Linked DNA regions of Muntiacus reevesi: region 2 is linked to region 1. Evidence: chromatin contacts called from public Hi-C data. All regions are on one chromosome and are shown on one strand. Each heading gives the region's core, a stretch centred on a gene start, on an enhancer-like site or on the middle of the called end of the contact. The rest is flanking DNA. Distances are from core to core; before and after follow the strand shown. Region 1 holds the start of RALGAPB (Ral GTPase activating protein non-catalytic subunit beta). Region 2 holds the start of ACTR5 (actin related protein 5).

Region 1 (6,772 bases), core at 2,863-5,362:
CTGCTCTGGCTGCAGTAGGTCAGAGAGGCAGTGTGGTCTATACAGAGCGGTGCAAGCCAATGCCTGGGCCCATGCTTGCAGCTCAAGCATCTGCAGGGGACTGCTGGAAGCTCAGGATCTGAAACCCAGCCTGGTTTCAACGTGAGTGAGAATCATCAAAATCAGCATGTTAAAACCATTTTGGCAGCCCAATCTTTCACAAATTGTTGAAAAAATTACCGCACCAGATACCAAGAGTGAGGTCCTTACCAGGCTGTCCACTTGGAACCACAGCTGGCTATAAGGCTTGTGACATAAGTCCTGGAGTATCTCAGGGCATCTGGTCAACCCACACATACGTGAGGGAAGGGTGAGGGGTAAGTTAGAGGGTCGAAGAGTTCCTTAAAGAGAAGAAATGGAGAATGAGACCCATAGGGGATGGATGTGGTCTGGGACTGCTTAGTCCTGCTTGGATGGCACTTCTGGCACTGGTCAGTCCCAACCACTGGAGGGAGTCTTAGAAAATTTCAAGTTAGAAATTTCTGGCTAACAGACCCCTCAGGGGGACTGGTCTAACTGGGGCACCTGACCAAGATGGCATTGTTGGCCTAAGAAAAGCACTTAGAAAACTTTGAGGAATACCAGTCCAAACTGAAGTACTGCTTGAAGCACAGGGTCTGGGGCAGGGTACCCCTCGCTGTGCTAAGTCGCGTCAGTTGTGTCCAACTCTTTGCAACCCTATGGACTATAGACCTCCAGACTCCTCTGTCCATGGGGATTCTCCAGGCAAAAATACTGGAGTGGATTGCCATGCCCTCCTCCAGGGGATCTTCCCAACCCAGGGATCGAACCCGTGTCTCCTATGGCTCTTGCACTGCAGGCAGATTCTTTACCGCTGAGCCACCAGGGAAGCCTGGGGACCTTTTGCCCAGGTCTAATAATGGTTACTACCACTACCAATGGATATTCATTAAGACTTTAACAGTACAGCAAAAAAGTGGGTTCAGTGCTGAGCCAATGAATTTTCCACCCACTCACCTATCTATCCAATAAATGTTCACTGAGCACCAACGCTGTGCCAGTATTGTGTTAGGTTCAGGAGAAATACAAGTGGGTCTTCTCAACCATTATCTACACCAAGCAAGTTCAGCTCAACTAAAAAAAGAAGAAAAGGAAAAAAGAAGAAATTGGCCACAGACAACATACTTCTCATACATCTGTTCAGTTAACAACTTTTCTCAATTATGGCTCTTGAAAACTGTCCCAGTTACTATGATTCCATTCAATTTACCCTAAAACTTAGTGGTTTAAGACAATGACAATATTTATTTTGCTCAAGAATCTGCTGTTTGGGCTGAGGTTCTCTTGTCTTTGTTCTGCTTGATTTTAGGTGGGCTGGCTTGAAGCCTGGGGACTGGAATCATCTGAAGGCTTCCTCATTCACATGTCTGGCCATTGATGTTGTCAGTTGAAACATTCTCAAGTTGTCAGCTGAAACATCTCCATACGCTCTCTTCTTGTGGTCTGAGTTTCCTCCCAATATGGTAACTGGGTTCTCAGGGTGAGCATTGCAAAAGAGGGTAAGCCAGGTGGAAGGTGTATCCTCTTATCCTCTTTATGACCTAGCCCCAGAAGTCACAGAGTATTGCTTCTGCGCTATTGGCTAGAACAGTCAGAGCTGCCAACCAGACTCAAGGGGAGGGAGTATGGATCCCATCTCTCAGTGGGAAGATGTTGGTTACATTTTAAGAAGTACTGGGGGATAGACTATGTATATTGGTGTCATCAATTTAGGAAAAAAGTCTGCCAGAAAAGTTGATGTAACTGTTCCATTTCAGTTTCAGATAATTCCCCACTTTATTCTACTTTTATAGTTAGATTTACGATGGAGAACCAATCTGTTTTGGAGAATCCAAATTTTTTTTCTATATAGCATTTCACTTCTCTTCAGTCTATTGTGTATGCATACTTTTCCCCAAGTTTCAAAGTGTTCTGATATTTAATCTTCATTTTCCCTCAAGGTGCCTTGTGTGTGCTATAATTTTATTTTTATGTTGGTTTAACAGAAACCCTCAAAGTTTTTTTTTAAAAAACTGATTATGAAAAAGGTGCAGAAATATCACCTTTAAAGAATGACTCACATGCATCTTTCCTCCACCTCCCCTGCCCCCACCTAATATTAAATCTTATCTTCTTGGTCAGTGTATTAGTTCTTATACCTTACATTTTATGTAGAAGTCATATTAGTCCTTATACCTTACATTTTATGTAGAAGTCATATTCTTAATTTAAGATTATTTATTTATTGCTTATGATTTTTGTTTGCATTTTTTCATTGCTATATTGTTTAAAATATTTACGTGTCTTGAGTTGGAATTAAACATATTTTTTCTCATCAAAATTAATGGAAATATAATTTTTTTCATTTATCAGCTTTTCACTTAGAGGCAGAATTTGCAGGGATGAATTAAAGTCACCAGGTAGGAGACAAGATTATTTTCATTATCTCCCCAAAGGCTCTGACAGGTTCCCAGTCCTCTATGTCTGTCATTTTTCCAGTTTCTCTCATCTATCGCTCTTCTAATTTGTCACCTCTATTATTAGCCCCTTACCTGTCTATTACAGGAGTTCCATATTTATTATGTTAGGAATGAGTCTGGTTGAAAGTAACTGATAACTAAAAAAAAATTGTGATCTAAATAAGAATTTCCCCCAACCCCCCACCCATTCCCCTATAAAACAGGAAGGCAGTCCAAGGTTTGTGCAGCTGCTTGAGTATGTCCTAAACCAGGCTTCTTTTGTCCTTCTGTTTCACCTTCCCTAGCACAAGCTGCCTCATGGTGCCAAGATGACTGCTGTACCTCCAGGTGTTGTGCCTCAGTTCCAAGCATGAATTAGGGGAAGGGTGAAGCTTACAAACTTCTCCAAAGAGTTCCTTTTTATTCTGAAAAGGAAGTTCTCCCTTGAGACTTCTACCTATATCTTATTGGCCAGAACTTTGTCTTACTGCCACTCCCAACTGCAAAGGAAGTTGGGAAGTTTGTGCTTTGCTTTCCAGCCTCTGTAGTTTAGAAAAGCAAGTTTAAGTGGTTGGAATAAATATTGAGAGCCTCTCATAACATTTGCCACGCGGTGTTTAATTGAAATGTATAGCTATGATTCACAAAGTGACCTAGATATAGCTCTCCTCTAGCTACTTTCGTGTGTGTACAAAATCTTACACACTCTTTTTTCTTTCCATGAGGATTCCACTTCTTTGCTCCATGGTCTCTTCTGAGGGTAAGGAGGAGGAGTCAGCATCTTCTATGCTCCATTCTGCTCTTTGCAGATAGTGACTGCAGCGCTATTACCCTGATCCCCACCTCTCTGAATATCAAGGACAATCTCAAGGCCAGGTTCTTCCTCCTCTTCTCTTTCAGCCCAAGTTTCCTCTTCTACACCCTCAAGGCACTTGAGCTGTATCTCTCTAATGGCATTTATCATTTTCTTCATTGAAGCTGAAACCAAACGATTGGAAGTAGTACCGTTTACGAAACGTGTGGTGCATTGTAGGTGCTCAAATTGGTATCTCTTGCTATTATTACTACTAGTAATAATGTCTTATTGCCTTTATCAGACTCAGCTCCTTAATGACAGGCTCTGAAGTTGATGTCTGATTCATCTTGGTAACTCACATTTGGCCTGGAATTGTGCATTGCTCATAATGCTATAAGGGGCGGGGGGAGCGGTAAAGGCCACATTTCAAAAGAAGGGTGCTTTAACAGTGGGACGTGAGAAACTCCTGGAACCTGAGTAGGAGCTAGAAACTTGCAGAGAAGACCTTACTTCGTTCGCATCAAAAACAGGCAGAGTTCCGACTGATTCGTACAGACGCAGGTGGACCGCCTCCACGCCCGTATTGCGATGAGGTAGGAGTATCCGTCACTCCACTCCTGTTCTTCTTGATCCGGAAAAGGAGGAGGGACTATGTCCCGCGCGCGGCGATCTGGGATAGCTGCGCACGCGCAGCTTCCGGCTCCGTGTCTTGGGAATTATTTGACGCCGCCGTCTGGGCCCCGCACAAGTCTCTGATCAGGCGCGCTGCGCACGCGCAGTGGCCCAGTCGGCTCGGGGAGTTATTTGACGCTGCCGCCCCTGGCAGTCGGAAGTTGGCTGAGCAGATCCCAGCCGGCCGGCCCGACTGGCCTTCGTCGTCCCCGGGCGCCGTGGGAGAGTCGCTGACGAGTGGACAGAACGACCGCCTGAGGACAGCCGGCCAGGGCAGCGAAAGCGCCGGTCCTATGGCGCGGGTGGCGTGAGGCGGAAGGCCGAGTGCGGCCGGCGGCGGCGCCCACCCCAGCGATGCGGGCCCCGCCCGTCGCCTCAGGTAAGCGGGCGGGCCTCCAGGTCTCGGCCAGACCCTCCCCTCTTCTCCCCTCAGGCTGGTCCAGGGATGTCTAAGCCTTGTTTCTCGGCCCCGGAAGCTCTTAAGGGCCCGGCCTTCGGAAGCGCATCTCATTTTTTTGGGGGGGACCCACGGGGTCCGGGGGAGCTTGGCCCAGGAGTCGGTGGCCTCTGTCGGGTCTGCTCAAACCCGGGGTGGCTCTTGAGAGCTGCCCTGGCCGGGAGAGGCTCTTTGCTGGCAGCCTGGGGGAGGGGGCGGGTCTGGAGCGGAGCTAGACAACTCCGGCGAAGAATCTGGTCCAGCAGCAAGGTTGGTCGAGTGGCTGCCGCCCTGTGGGGACGATGCTGCCCATTGCATGGTGACTCTCGAGGAGGAAGAGTTAATAATGAAGATGAACAACTAGCCCTTCTTTAGCGCTTACTATACGCCGGGCGTTGTGCCAGGCCATTACGTTCACCCCATCCAAGTTAACAACGACCCGGTAAGGGAGGATGATTATCCCCATCTTCCTGATGAGGCAACTGAGGCCCGTAATGGTTAGGTGACGTCTATGCCCAAGGTCACAGAGCTGGTAAATTTGAGGCCAGATCTAAGTTCTTAACTATTAGGTCAGTGGCTCTCCAACTTCGCTGCACGTAAAAATGACCTGGAACAGCTTTTAAAGATTTCTGATGGCACAGGTAACAGAGCCAGGCCAATTAAATCAGCGTGTCTGGGAGGGGAGCTGTGGGGCGGGGGGTGGGGACGACGCCAGACAGCAGTATTTCTTAAAGATCCGCGCCCCCCCCCTCCATGAATTCAGTGTGCAGCAAAGTTTTGGGAACTGCTAGATAATTTTGCATCTCAAGAAACCGCTTCAGTGTTTCTCCAGTTTAACTGTAGGAGAATCTTCTGGGACTTTTTTTTTTAAACTCTGGTTCCACCCGCAGATAATCTTTTCATTAGGCTCATTGCACCTTGTGAAAGCCTACTGGGGGTGGGAAGTAAGTTTCTGTGCAGGATTTCCTAGTCAGCTGGACCTTTTAAAGTGTGTACATCTGCGAAACTGTTACCTTTCAATTTTCCTAGATACACAGTACTCACGGATATAGTGTCTCTGATCTCAGGGTCTTGTTTGCATATGTTGTTCTTTGCCTAGACTGTCCTTTTTGGTTTCTCCCTGCGCCACCCAAACACACACACTTCTGCTCTTTCTTACACACGTGCACGGAGCCTTTTCTTCCTATCTTTGGCTGCATAGCTCCCAGCGTTTTTAACCTTCAGGATGCCTCTATCTGTGACCTTTCCCCCCCCAACCCCTCACTCCTAACAACCTTGGGTCTTTCCTATCTGCTCCTTAGCATGATCCTAATGAAATTTACCAATGATCTTTCTATGCCATATTTCTCTTTCTTCTGCTAAGATTGTGAGCGACTTGAACCATCTCTTCTCATCTCTGGATTCCTCCCAGTGCTCTGACATACAGACTCAGACTCAACAAAGGTTTTACTGAATGGAATGTCTGAGTCCCTCTTATGCCACATATTGCATGCGGCAAACAGATCTTTCTCTATTTTTGTATCTGCAAAAGGTGTTTGGCAGTTCTTAGTCTACAGAGTTTTGCTCTTTTTTTGCTTGAAAATACTGTAGTTAGGTTAATTAATTTCCCCAAGTTGAATAAACACATTGCATTCTTAGCACTCAAATTGCACTAAGTTGCACACTTAGCACTTAGGGACACACTCGAAAGGACTATGTGCAGTCAACATTGATTGATGTTTAATATCTAGTTTTATCACAAGCAGATACAATCAGTTCTGTAGTGGAAACCTTTTTATTGCTCTTAGACCTTTGTCTGTGTTCCCTGCTGAACACTATGCTGTCCAAAGTAAGTGTTTAATTATCATCCACTCAGTGTAATTGGGCTTTCCTGGTGGCTCAGAGGGTAAAGAGTCTGCCTGCAATGCAGGAGACCCTGGTTCGATCCCTGGGTCGAGAAGATCCCCTGGAGAAGGGAATGGCTACCCACTCCAGTTTTCTTGCCTGGTAAATCCCATGATAGAAGAGTCTGGCAGGCTACACCCCATGGACTCACAAAGAATTGGGTGCCACTGAGCAACTTAACACTTTCAAATGTTACTACCTTGTTGGCACTTGGTAAATACTAATAAATGGAAGTGCTGCTGGTAGCTCATCCTATTACTGGGAGGGAGAATTTAAGAAATACTTAACAAAGATTGAAACCTTGATGTCAGAAGAATTGACAGTATATATTTATTACAGAATGCCTGAACTGCTATTGTCCAGCATATTTACAAATTATAAAGGAAGGCAGGCTGGTAATTCAGATTATATTTGTTCTTGGCTAGTCTTAAAACCATGTAAGGTTTATAAGAGTGAGTGAGTATGTGTGTGAAGGTCATTATGAAG
Region 2 (6,772 bases), core at 1,729-4,228, 180 kb after region 1:
AAGCTGCCGGCGCTCACAAGGTTCTCCACCTTCAGCATTCTCAATGCTTCTTGCCTCCCTGCCACTCCGGATCCTCTCACCTCCCTTCCCAGTGGATAACGACTGCTTTTCTCTAGTGTTTTACTTTCAGGTCCTCCATATTTCAAAAGTGGGCTTTTGGTGGTCCCCTGCCTCCCAAACATAGAAGGATGCTAATCAGGGACGTGTTTTATTAAATGACAAGCCCTACCCCAGGAACTCATATGTTTCCCACTCTAGGGGCTTCAGAGGAAAGAAGGGAGCCAATAGGGCTTCATGGACACCTGTCAGGAAGTGAAGAGGGGAACAGCTCAACTTTAGGAGGGAGGTTGGCTGGATTGGTTCCAGGCTGCAGTTTGTGTTAGATCTGCTCCATGTGCCTCTCCCATCCTCTTTAGACTCAGGGCATGTTCTTCTCATGACTAATGGTAAGAGGGCACACGTAAAGCCTCTGCTCAGATCACATTTGGCTAATAGTCCACAGGCTAAAAGAGAATCCCACGGCCAAGTTCAATATCAATGTCTACAGTGAGAGAGGACCAACAGAGTCACATGGCAAATGGTATGGATGTATAATCCTATTATAGAGGCATGAAGAACTGGGAGCAATATTTCAATCTACCTTGCTTATACATAGTGCTCTCCACCACCCCCCCCCCCCCGGAATGGTAATACTTTCACAAGATTAAAAAAAAATCAAAAGTATGTGAAAAAGTATGTGGTGAAAAAAGTCTCCCACACCTGACCCATTCACCTTGTCTTTTTCTTTACAGGCAAACTCTTAGTTTCTTGTCTATCTATTAATACATGAAAATACAAGCAAAACACTATATATTTTCAATGCCCCCCCCCACCTTTCTTAAAGGGAGTTCCTATAAATTGTACTGTCTTATTTCTTTTAAAAATGTATCTTGGAGATTTTCCCATATTAGTATACACAGGTGTAGTACTTGAATTTACATTCACTTATATCTTCTGTATTCTGCTCTGTCCCGCTTTTCTCCATTTAATAATGGATTCCTTCAGATGTGAAATCATGACTTATGTTGAAACACAACACCTTTCATCTGATTTGCTGCTAGACTGGCTCCCTGTTTGGCTTAGAAGTGTTCCTAGAGGTTCCTGAGAATGTTTGGGGGTCTCATCTCTCCATAAGGATGTTTATTACAGAACCACCTTTTGGACTGCAAGGAGATCCAACCAGTCAATCCTAAAGAAAATCAGTCCTGAATATTCATTGGAAGGACTGATGCTGAAGCTGAAACTCCAATGCTTTGGTCACCTCATGCAAAGAATCGATTCATTGGAAAAGACCCTGATGCTGGGAAAAACTGAAGGTGGGAGGAGAAGGGGACGACAGAGGATGAGATGATTGGATGGCAAAACTGACATGATGGGCCTGAGTTTGAGTAGGCTCCGGCAGTTGGTGATGGACAGGGAAGCCTGGCATGCTGCAGCCCATGAGGTCGCAAAGAGTCGGACACGACTGAGTGACTGAACTGGGCCTTTTGTAATTAACTTGCTTTTATCTCTCAAAATTAAGTGCTCCAGAGCTGGGAGGGTACAGTCAAAGCAGGCGCTCTAATTCTTGTTATCTTGCCTGGTGGAAAGGGGGAAATGGGGCAGGGGAGAGTGAGCTCAGTTCTTTTACAGCTAAAACTGAGGAGGGGGCAGATGACATCACCTCCATTCCTCCCTGCCCCCCCGCCCCCCCCCCATTGGCCAAAACTGAGTCACAAGATCACAACAAGCTAGAGGACCATGTAGGGGAATCATACCACAAAAGAGAATTATACATATTAAGTAACATTTAGCAGTCTTTTTTGCAGTGTTTGAGGTTTGTGAGAAGGTATAAGTCCCATAGACTTGTGGAAGTTAATAAGTCTATTTTAAAACTTTATGTGCTAAGTCACTTCAGTGGTGTCAGACTCTTTGCGACCCAATGGACTGTAGCGCGCCAGGCTCCTCTGTCCATGGGATTTTTCAGGCAAAAATACTGGAGTGGGTTGCCATGTCCTCCTTCACCGGGATCTTCCCAAACCAGGGATCCAAACCCTCTTAAGTATCTTGCATTGGCAGGTGGGTTCTTTACCACTAGCGCCACCTGGGAAACTTTACATTGTATTATAAAATACGGTGCAAAAAAAAAAAAAAAAAAATATGGTGCAAAAAGAAAAAGAAAGAGTCGCTCATTTGCGTATGGCTCTTTGCGACCCCATGGACTGTGGCCCGCCAGGCTGCTCTGTCCGTGGGATTCTCCAGGCAAGAATACTGGAGTGGGTTGCCAGTTCCTTCCCCAGGGGATCTTCCCGACCCAGGGATCAAACCTCGGTCTCCTGCATTGCAGGCAGATTCTTTACCGTCTGAGCCACCACGTTTCCAACAGAAGTGCACAAATCATAAGTACACAAATCATAAGTGAACGGCCTGATGAATTTTCACAAAATAAACACGCCTGAATAGCGAACTCCTTGGTCAAGAAATCAAGCTGACTGCTAAATCCTGAGTTTGTTTCCTTGACTAAAGGCAAAGTTATCACGTGGGGAGGAGTCAACGGCGAGGGAAAGTGACACAAGGCAAATAGGGCGTGGCTAGGCGGAAACGCCGGGCCCCGCGGAGCTCAGCTCAGTTCGGGAGCTAAGGGACCGGTAGGGACCGATGGCTTTACGCATTCGGTGCGGGGTTTGCTGGCCCGAGTCCCGGCTAGCGCGAAGGGGAGTAGTCAGGTCGAATGTTGAGAGCGAGGTTAAACCACAGCCAGGGTGGGCGTGGCCTAGGGATCCCCGTAGGCGGCCTGGGCTACCCAGGGTGAGTTTGGTGAAAACGTCGGCCGAGATTAAAAGGCAAGAACACGCAAGGTTTGGAGGCACCGCGAATCTGTGCGAAGGCGGAGTCTCGCGCCGCACGGGCGGACGCTGCGTCGGGGGCGGAGTCTCGCACAGTAACGGATTGACGCCGCGGCGAGGGGCGGAGCCAGCAGCGCTTCAAGATGGCGGCGGCCACTGCAGCTAGCCTGGCCACAAACGTGTTTCCGTTCCGCGATGCCCGCGCAGCGCCAGATCCGGTGCTGGAGGCCGGCCCGGTGGCACACGGGTCACTGCCGGTGCCACTGGTGCTGGACAATGGGTCCTTCCAGGCCCGCGCAGGCTGGGCGTGCCCCGGGCCGGACCCGGGCCCCGAGCCCCGGCTGCAGTTCCGCGCTGTGTGCGCCCGCGGGCGGGGTGGGGCTCGGGGCGGGGCGGGCCCGCAGGTGGGGAACGCGCTGGGCAGCTTGGAGCCGCTGCGCTGGATGCTGCGATCGCCCTTCGACCGCAACGTGCCGGTGAACCTGGAGCTTCAGGAGTTGCTGCTTGACTACAGCTTCCAGCATCTGGGTGTCTCCTCACAGGTGACGGGCGAGGTGGGGTTAGGATTGAGGAGAGGGATGTGGTCGTGTCCCATGTCACTCCGCTCTCCGAGAGATGATAGTCGCTCCAGTTGTCATTTAGTCATTCATTTAGTCATTCAATCAAATATTAAACGCCTAACGTATGTAGTAAGTCTTGTGCTAGGCGGTTGGGGTATGCCAGTGAACAAAATAACGCCCCTTTCTCTTGGAGCATCTGTTTGGTTTGTTTGTTAGTGCATTTATTTATTAACAGATATGTGTTGAGCACCTACTCTCAATGGGGACTTTTCTACGTGTTTGAAATATGTCTGGGAACATAACACGAAATCCCCTGTGCCTATGGAGCTAGTATGGAGAGACGTTCTAGTATGAATAAGAGAGACAATAAACAGTAGGATTAAGCAGTAGATTCTACGGCATGATGGAGAGGAAAGGGTTACAGCTTTTCAGTAAGATGGGTAGGGAGAGGACTCAGGGTGACGTTGGTGTTTTGAGCAAGGACTAAAGTAAAGGATTGAGGGAGCAAGCCTTGTGAATATCTGAATGAATAGTAATCTTGAGAGACAGAACAGCCAGTGAAAAGGCCCTGAGGCAAGAGTTTGCCCTAATCCTGATTGAGGATAGTCAGAGTGAGGGGAGAGTAGTAAGCAAAAGATCTTACTTATAAGGTACTTTCCTGGTGGCTCAGACAGTAAAGCATCTGCCTGCAATGAGGGAGACCCGGGTTTGATCCTTAGGTCAGGAAGATTCCCTGGAGAAGGAAATGGCAACCCACCCCAGTACTCTTGCCTGGAAAATTCCATGGATGGAGGAGCCTGGTGGGCTACAGTCCATGGGGTTGCAAAAAGTTCTACACAAGTGAGCAACTTCACTTCAGTAAGTAGAAGTAGAAGTCAGAGAGGTCACACACTTTGTAGGCTTTTATTATGAGTGGAATGGTGAGCCATTGCAGGGTGTTGAACAAAAGAGGGATGTGACTTTTGTTTCAAAAGGATCACTATAGCTGCTATATGGAAAATGAACTGGCCTGAGTCATAGGGTAGAAATAGGGAAATCAGTAGGAGGCTGTTGCAGTTCCAAGGTGAGGGATGATGGTAACTTAGATGAGGAAGGAATGGCGAATGTGATAAGAAGCAGTTGGATTCTGGAGCTGTTTTAAAGATGATTGGCTCACAGTTCGGATGGGGCTTAACTTCAGTTGACTATGCAGCCATGAAATTAAAAGGTGCTTGCTTCTTGGAAGAAAAGCTGTGACCAACCTAGATAGCATGTGAAAAAGCAGAGACATTACTTTGCCGACAAAGGCCCATCTAGTCAAAGCTATGGTTTTTCCATTAGTCATGTTTGGATGTGAGAGTTGGACTATAAAGAAAGCGCGAGCAATGAAGAATTGATGCTTTTGAACTGTGGTGTTGGGGAAGACTCTTGAGAGTCCCTTGGACTGCAAGGAGATCAAACCAGTCAATCTTAAAGGAAATCAGTCCTGAATATTCATTGGAAGGACTGATACTGAAGCTGAAACTCCAATACTTTGGCCATCCGTTGCGAAGAACTGACTCATTGGAAAAGAACCTGATGCTGGGAAAAATTGAAGGCAGGAGGAGAAGGGGATGACAGATGATGAGATGATTGGATAGCATCACTGACTCGATGGACACGAGTTTGAGCAAGCTCTGGGAGTTGGTGATGGACAGGGAAGCCTGGTGTGCTACAGTTCATGGTGTTGCAAAGAGTTGGACACGACTGAATAACTGGACTGAACTGAACTGAACTGACTTAAGTTACTGTGAGCAAAAAAAAAAAAAGTTACTATGAGCATTGGTGGCTCAAATGGTAAAGAATCTGCCTGCAATGCAGGAGATCCAGGTTCAATCCCTAGGAAGATTCCCTGGAGAAGGAAATGGCAACCCACTCCAGTATTCGTGCCTGGAAAATCCCATGGACAGAGGAGCCTGTTGGGCTACAGTCCGTGGTGTCACAAAGAGTCGGACACGACTGACCCCGCTTTCATATTTTCCAAAGAAACTTCCAGGGAAGAGGGGTGTTTCTCAATTGCTTCTGATCAGGTGTTTTGATTGGAGACCAAAGCCAATTCAGCCCTTACAATAAGGATTTTTGTTTCTTTTTATGCTTTGAAAAGTGTATCCTCTTAGCACCTAACAATTTGCTCTTTTCTTTCAAAGTAGGGCTGTGTTGATCATCCCATAGTTTTGACAGAAGCTGTGTGCACCCCACTGTATTCACGACAGATGATGTCTGAACTTCTGTTTGAGTGCTACGGGATCCCTAAGGTTGCCTATGGCATAGACAGCCTCTTCAGCTTCTACCACAATAACCCAAAGAACATGATTTCAAGTGGGCTCATCATTTCATCTGGTTATCAGTGTACACATATTTTACCCATCTTAGAAGGGAGGTGAGTTGTACTTATGGCATTTGAGTACTGTTTTGAGAAGCATTCAGGAAACATTTATTGGGCGCTTACTGTCAAGGTGGAGTGGAAAGAGCAGGTACAGGACCATGAACTGACCTCTGGGCTGACCTCTGACCCCCCTCACTGTGTGAGTATAGATATGTCACTTCACCATCTGTCCTTGTGACCTCCTGGCTTGGGTTGGGGTCGATGGTCTCTGAGGTACAAATCTGTAATTCTAGAATTGTATGATTTTGACTTAGAGTGAAATAGATAGTTTAACACAAGTACCTGTAGGTAGTAGGCATGCAATAAAAATGTTTTGAGTAAATTGTTTAAATAAATTTAATTTAGACTGTTGTGTTCTGGAGTCACTTTTTTTTATTAAGTGCTATTTTGCTTTTTTATTTAAAGCTCTTTAATGACAATTATTTAGACCTCTTCAAGTATGGTATTTAATAGACATGTAGTAGATTATTTTTCCAAGTTGCTTAAAAGTTGAGGGTAGTTTCTGTCATGTTTAAAATGTGTTCTTATTTTATAGTTGGGCTCTTATTGTCTGTTAAAGAGACGAGGCCATGGGGTTTCCCTGATAGCTCAGTTGGTAAAGAATCCCTCTGCAATGCAGGAGACCCTGGTTCCTTTCCTGGGTTGGGAAGATTTCCTGGAGAAGGGATAGGCTACCCACTCCAGCATTCTTGGGCTTCCCTTGTGGCTCAGCTGGTAAAGAATCCACCTGCCCTTTGGGAGACCTGGGTTCAATCACTGGGTTGGGAAGATCCCCTGGGGAAGGAAAGACTACCTACTCCAGCGTTCTGGTCTGGAGAATTCCATGGACTCTATACTCCACAGGGTCGCAAAGAGTCGGACCCAACGAGCAACTTTCACTTTCACTTCAAAGAGACTAGGCCAGGAAGGGAAGGATAAATAGGGAATCGGGGATTATCAGAGAC

Evidence for each region. Hi-C and Micro-C count contacts between places; a contact is called where the count stands out from the background.
Region 2: a Hi-C map of muscle shows a contact between it and region 1, with 5 times the contacts expected there. The contact joins the promoter of ACTR5 here to the promoter of RALGAPB in region 1. A contact is called at or near these places in 2 of 3 Hi-C or Micro-C datasets (blood and muscle).

The regions. Positions count from the first base shown.
Region 1 is chr2:65,605,064-65,611,835 of mMunRee1.1, forward strand. It overlaps RALGAPB (Ral GTPase activating protein non-catalytic subunit beta), which reads left to right and starts at 4,113. Exons shown (of 30, transcript XM_065921992.1): 1 at 4,113-4,345.
Region 2 is chr2:65,789,137-65,795,908 of mMunRee1.1, forward strand. ACTR5 (actin related protein 5) reads left to right here and starts at 2,979. Exons shown (of 10, transcript XM_065921998.1): 1 at 2,979-3,406; 2 at 5,593-5,822. The coding sequence starts at 3,008.